2 separate regions of the Mus musculus genome follow, and region 1 is linked to region 2. A link is a contact called in public HiCAR-type data. All regions are on one chromosome and are shown on one strand. The core of a region is the stretch at or near the end of the contact, and the rest is flanking DNA. Distances in the headings are between cores, read along the strand shown. Region 1 overlaps Gm34974 (a long non-coding RNA gene). Region 2 has its middle 40 kb from the start of Gm34424.

Region 1 (3,181 bases), core at 609-3,108, 320 kb before region 2:
AGGTAGCAGCAAGGCTTCTAGGCTATTGCAAGCGCTGAAACCTTGCTTCCGCAGAGTCTGACCGTGCCACAGCCTGTGGCTCTCTGCCTCAGTCTTCCCTGTGCTTCTGGGACCCAGCCCTGGCTGAAACCTCCTTGTTCCTCTCTGCTCAGTGACTTGGTTTAAAGATCCACCCACTTTTCCTCTGCTGAACCAGTTTTCTCTGGCAGTTCTGCAGCTAGGAGGTAGACATGGAGAGTGCACCCCCAGCAGGGGTGGGTAGAATCATGCCCTAGGTGGCTTATTTATAAAGGTTTTTTTTTCTTGTTTTTATTTTTAAAAATTAGTGTGTGTGTGTGTGTGTGTGTGTGTGTGTGTGTGTGTGTGTGTGTGTGTGTGTGTATGCTCAAGCAGGTCAAAGGGCAACTTCTCGGACTTGGTACCAAGCATCCCGCTCGTCCTATTTTTCTGTTTGTTTGTTTTTTTTTTTTTTTTTTTTTTTTTTTTAAATTTTATTTATTCATTATATGTAAGTACACTGTAGCTGTCTTCAGACACTCCAGAAGAGGGCGTCAGATCCCGTTACGGATGGTTGTGAGCCACCATGTGGTTGCTGGGATTTGAACTCCTGACCTTCGGAAGAGCAGTCGGGTGCTCTTACCCGCTGAGCCATCTCACCAGCCCTTCTGTTTGTTTTGTTTTGTTTGCTTGTTTTTACAGATTGACTCTGGCTTTGAGGTGTAGCTTCTTTCCTCTGCTCTTCTGTGCAAAGCCTTCCTAGAAATGGAAGACGTCTGCATAGAGTGATCAGTGGGTACAGGCTCCTCATCTGCAGATGGGAAAGGTGAGGCATGAAATCTCAGAGTTGGACTCTCCCTCTCTTCACCTCCAGGCTAGAGGCTGCCCTGCCCCCAACTCCCAGCCTATGCTTGCTTGGGTTTGTGCTTTGCTGGCCTCCCGGCCTCCGGCCTTTGCAGCCTGTCTGTCATTTCCTGAACAGCGTTCTGTTCTGGGCTCCTGGATTTTGGCCCCGAGGATGTGGTTAAGGGGAGTTGTTCAAGCAGAAATGTGCAGGTTGGGCCCATAAATCTTTCCCGGACAACTTTCAGGCATACGATCCTCAAATGGCCCCACAGGAAGCCAGCAGAAGTAAGGTCTGCTGAGTTGGGTATAGTGCGGCTGCAGGACTTCAGAGACCACATCAGTGTGGGTATAGGGTACAGCCTGCACGGTGTACAGCCTGCACAGCTGTGCCCTGTGCCCTGTGTGCGTTTGGGGGTCTGGGTATAAGCAGGAATGTAAGCAAAGGACCCAGCTTAAACTGCAGGAAGTTGCCTGAGACACAGAAGGAGGCTGGGTGGTCATTTAGGCTCGTCTCGGAGAACACCTAGGGTCTGCAGGTTGTTTCATCGGCCCCTTTTCCTCGTGTGTAAAGTAGTGAAGGCAACCTGACCTTCAGCAGGCCGTGATGAGCAGGCAGAGACAGGCTTCCACAGCAGACAGTGTCTCTGGAGTTAGCTAGCACCAGGTCCAGCCCGCAAGAGGACATCAAAACTCAAGGTGGGGGTTGGGATAAGGGCCCTGGGCTTCGCCACCCTTTGACCCACTTCGACCTGAAGCCCTTGGCTGATAGCCGGCTAGGAAAAGATTCCCTTTCTAAATGTCACTCCAGTGACTGCTAGGGAGCCAGAGTTTCAAGTTCTGTGGTAGATGGTGTGGCTTCTACCCTGCAGAGGAGGGAGGATATTCGTTTTGCCCCATAGTTTCCCTGATCTCCTCATTCCCAGACTACCAGGGTGGCCCTCCTGGAGGCCTCCTGGTCACCCAGACAGAGGGCTCAGGAAGGGGGTTGGGGCACTGTGCCTCAGCCCCCTTTGCATCCCCTGGTTCCTCTAAAGCCCCCTCTGAAGGGGACCTCGGAGCTCTAATGAGTTGAGGGCCTTTAGAGCAGCCCAGGCAAACCAATTAGGTTTGCTTAAAAATATTGTATTCATTAGCATGAAAATAAAGCTGAACTTTTTAGAGATAATTGCATCTTTTAAAATGCGGTAGTCTTTGTCTGGGCTTGTCTCATAAATATGCATGCTGCATAATTCTTTTGGAACCGTGGTTGCAATCATGAGTGACACACAAATGCACCCAGGGTGTTAATATTCTGACAAGAGCGGAGCCTCTTGGGCAGGCGGTGCCACTGGCGGGGCCTCCAGAGGCGTCCCTGTGGTCCCCAGCTGCAGTCTGTGCCATTCTCAGGGACAGAGCACAGTCCAGGGTCCCTATACCAGGCATCAGCTCTAGTTCTCAATGGCTCTCTTTTGTGCAACTGCCCCATGGAAAATTCTAGGGCTCTCCTCAAAAGGCAGGCAAGAGGGGAATCAAAGGTTGAGCTCAATTTACAGCCCAGGAATTGAAGCCTGGGGGGTGGGGAAGAGTTGGGGGAGCAGTGGAGGTTGCCAAGGTCACCGGGAGGGAATGGGACCAAGGTGAATTTTGTCTATGTCGACTGATGCTCTTTATCCCTGTAGGGCTAGGGCCCCCATTCTCATGTAGTGGAGAAGGGGTATTTTCCATATTGGATAGTCTGGGTGCCCGGGGGAGGGGCCAGCATGTCTTGCCCCATTCACTCCTGTGTTCCCAGTTGCCAAACCCCTTACACTGGTTTCTTCTGAGAAACATCTCGGTTGCCGTGGGTTCCTGTCCTGCTAGACAATTTTTTATTTCGTGGGATGGGGAGGCTTGTGTGTGTATTAGCATGGGCCTGGAGGTCAGAGGGCAACCCACAGAAATTAGGTCACTCCTCCCATCAAGGGTGTTCTCAGTTGCAAATTCCATGCCTTTTGGGCTTTTCTCTCTCTGTCTCTACTACCCCCCCACCTCAATACTGCTCTAAGATCAATACTGGTCCCTCAGCCCAGTGCCCAGGCAAACCACGAGTGCAGGGAAGTTTCTCAAAGCCCTTACTGCAAGTCCTGGTCCTTTCCCCCACCCCCCAGTGTGCCCAGAGTGGGGCTGGTGCCCTGAGGTCAGCAGGAGAGGCAGTTCTTCCTCTGGGATACACTGTCCCCTGGAGAAGGCAAACTGGTTACAGAAATGCAGTACAAGAAAGAGGGCTGTATGGGGTCAAGCACCCCTGCTGCTGTGGGGGCAGGGGAGGCAGAGATAGCTTGTCTGGGGGCACTGAGGAGAGACCTGGAGGTGGGGCAGC
Region 2 (2,852 bases), core at 89-2,588:
AAGGCACATTAGTCCTACAGCCTCCCGTGTGCTTTGCAGTGGTTCTGGGATCCAGTGCGTCCCACACCACACGAATCCCGAGCAAGTTCCGAATGGAAGCTGAGCTTGCTGTGAGAGAGTGGGAGACTTGAGAGGCCTAATCCCCTGAACTTCTGTGGCAGGTGTGGCCCACCACATTCTGAGGGAGAGAGGCAGGTGACACCAAGTCAGTCCTCTGTTGCTTCAGCAATAGGAGCAAATATCAATGGCCGACATTTGCTGGCAAGGAGGCTTGTTTATGTGGTACACTGGTGACACATTTGTTCATGTTTAGCATCCTAACAGCCACGAGGAGCAGATCCTATGCTTACACCCATTTCACAGAGGGTAACTGAGATTTGGAGAAGAGAATAGTTTGACCAGTGATGGAGCTTAGTTCAGGTGAGGTGTCCTTAGCCTCGAGGCCAGTGTGGGCTCTTTGGGATCAGATTTCAGGAGAGTCATGCAAAGAGCTAGACACTTAGGGGTCCATGTCAGGCAATCCCCCACCTACGGACATCATGGGGATGTTTAAGGCAGTCTCAGCGGGGTCCAGGCCATCTAAGTGGCTGTGTCCTGCACCATCCCTGGGATGTCCAGTACAGGCATCCCTGCTGGTGACCATCAGCTCTTTCACAGGCAGGTTTTAGCTCCTTTCCTCCCTTTCTTAACTTCACCGATATCCATGGTCCTACCCTTAGCTTAGGACCTTAGACACAATAGCTTATGTGTCCTACACATAGGCCCACCTAGGGACCACTGTCAGTGAGCTCTTGGCCTGATGACACAATGATTTCCCTAACTGTATATTAACCTCCATCCATAGTCTCCATGATGGATGGCAAAGCCACAGGTCCTGAAGCCCCTCCTCTGAGGTGGTGCTATATTTGCATATGATTTGCATATCTCTTTACTTCCTCTCACCCTTCACAGCATCTCCACACTCCATAAGCTACCCCAATAAAACGACACGATGGGACGTAAATAGTTGTGCTATTATGTTTAAATGCTCTGCTAAAGGATAGTAAGGGAGAGGGCCAGTGCTTCTTCAATACAAACCCAATATGTTTTTTTCCAAATATTTTCAAACCATGGGTGATTGAATTCCTGCACTTGAGACCCATGGACAGCAAGTGCTGGACCATGCCAGGCTGCTATGGGAACTGAATGAGACAATGTATTGGCAAGAGTGACAATGGCCCAGTGTATTTCGTCTTTTCTTTAGAAAGAAGGGAACACAGAGACTACTCTGTGCAGTCCTGTGCCTAAAGCAAGGGTAAACAAGATGCTTGGCCTGGAGGGAGGAGGGGCTGAGTGCTTTAAGTGCTTGGTATTCATCTCTTTCCACTCTACAATTATCCCTTGAGGTTGTGATTATTCTTAGGACTGAGGGTGAACCAAGGCTCAGAGAGGGTAATTAATTTGCCCCAGGTCACCCAGCCAGAGAGTGGCAGCAGGTCTAAAATACAAAGGCACCCTTGTTGTCCACAGCTTATTTCCCAGAAGTGCCCCCATGTCTCCCGGCAGGAGACTGCCTGTGGAACAGGACGTGGTGTCAAGCACTTGCCTTCTCGTTAGGCAGGGTTCTGGCTGGGTTTCTGGGTCTCCCTGTGGTGCAGGGTTGGGGGACTGTCACGATAGGCAGTTCAGCACAGCAGAGAGGGATGAAGGAAGGCTGTGCTTTGACAAGGGCTTGTGCCCTTGTCACTTGGAACAGGAATGCTGGAAGCTGGGTCTTATCCCAGGTCCCTGAAGAGAGGGAGGAGGCAGCCAGTCTAAGGCCCTGTGCACTGTTTTAGTGATGCCCTGGGGCTTGGATTTAGGACTCCTGAGGACAACACCCTCACCCCTACCCACCTGACACCACCAGTCAGAGCTGCTCTGGCAAGAGGGAAAACTTTGCTAATTAATTAATATCAATCCAGGACCCACCTGGATTGGGCTTCGTGCTGATCAAGAAAAGAGGCTTTGGACATGGGGTGGGCTAGGCTCCTTGCTCAGTTCTTGTCTGGCAGCAGGTATGGGGCAGAAACTTGGACTTGGGCATGGCTGGAGCACGCCTACCCTGGCTTTGATGCTTCTAAAGGTGTGACTGTCAAGGTCACCTGGTACTGCAGTCAGGTGACTGTGTCAAGGTCACCTGGTACTGCAGTCAGACGTTGCTGGCCAGGCTCAGTTCTGCACAGAAAGTGGGTGCCAAGGCAGGGAGGCCTGTGGATGAAAGGGCAGCCATGGTTGGCAGACCTGTTCCCAAGAATATTGGGACACCCCCCCCCCACCCACACACACATACAACACTTACCCTCTGTTCCTCATCTTGATCTCTGCTCCTAATGAACCCCCATCCCCTCAAGCCCACCAGGGCCAACTCCCTGTAAGGTTCAGAGCTGACACATGTTGATGTCATCTCATATTTTACCATCTCTTTTTAAATTTTTAAACTTTATTTAGCCTGGTTTCCACAGTAAAAAAAAAAAAGCCTATTTGTGAGGAGAAAAAAAGTATGTGTGCTAATTCTTCTTGAAATAATAATAATAATAAAATGTGTTATCATTGTCTATGTGTGTGCATGCCCTGTGTACACATGAGGGGTTGTGGTGCAAATGGAGGTTGGGAGGGGAACTTGCAGGAATCGGTTCTCTCCTTCTACTGTGTGGGTTCTGCGCATCAAACGCTTGGTGGACATGCCTGTATCTGCTGAACTGTCCGGATGCTCCTTTTTCAACCTTGCATGGTACAGTGCGGGCAAGGGACCAGGGTAGCTATAGCTCCCTGGCTTGAGGCAAGTAAACTGATCACTCCCCTGCACCCCCCCCTGCCCCCGGATGGTCATG

The links. HiCAR-type assays count read pairs that join an accessible place to other places.
Region 1: a contact with region 2 is called in a HiCAR-type map of astrocytes, with 2.9 times the contacts expected there. The contact joins two enhancer-like sites. A contact is called at or near these places in 3 of 484 Hi-C or Micro-C datasets (bone marrow-derived macrophages, myocytes and stem cell-derived neural stem cells) and 4 of 115 datasets of contacts at active chromatin or transcription factors (astrocytes, embryonic basal ganglia and stem cell-derived neural progenitor cells).

Annotation. Positions count from the first base shown.
Region 1 is chr9:61,871,393-61,874,573 of GRCm38.p6, reverse strand. Gm34974 (a long non-coding RNA gene) reads left to right here. Exons shown (of 6, transcript XR_001779199.2): 3 at 700-823. Among named protein-coding and RNA genes, the nearest start is that of Gm34974, 26 kb to the left of the region's middle. Within about 2 kb of position 1,858, at least 53 of the 459 cell types and tissues checked have an H3K27ac peak or open chromatin away from gene starts, as enhancers often do. A contact at or near this core is called in astrocytes and embryonic basal ganglia, where this site is marked.
Region 2 is chr9:61,548,572-61,551,423 of GRCm38.p6, reverse strand. No RefSeq gene overlaps it. Among named protein-coding and RNA genes, the nearest start is that of Gm34424, 40 kb to the right of the region's middle. Within about 2 kb of position 1,338, at least 47 of the 459 cell types and tissues checked have an H3K27ac peak or open chromatin away from gene starts, as enhancers often do. A contact at or near this core is called in astrocytes and embryonic basal ganglia, where this site is marked.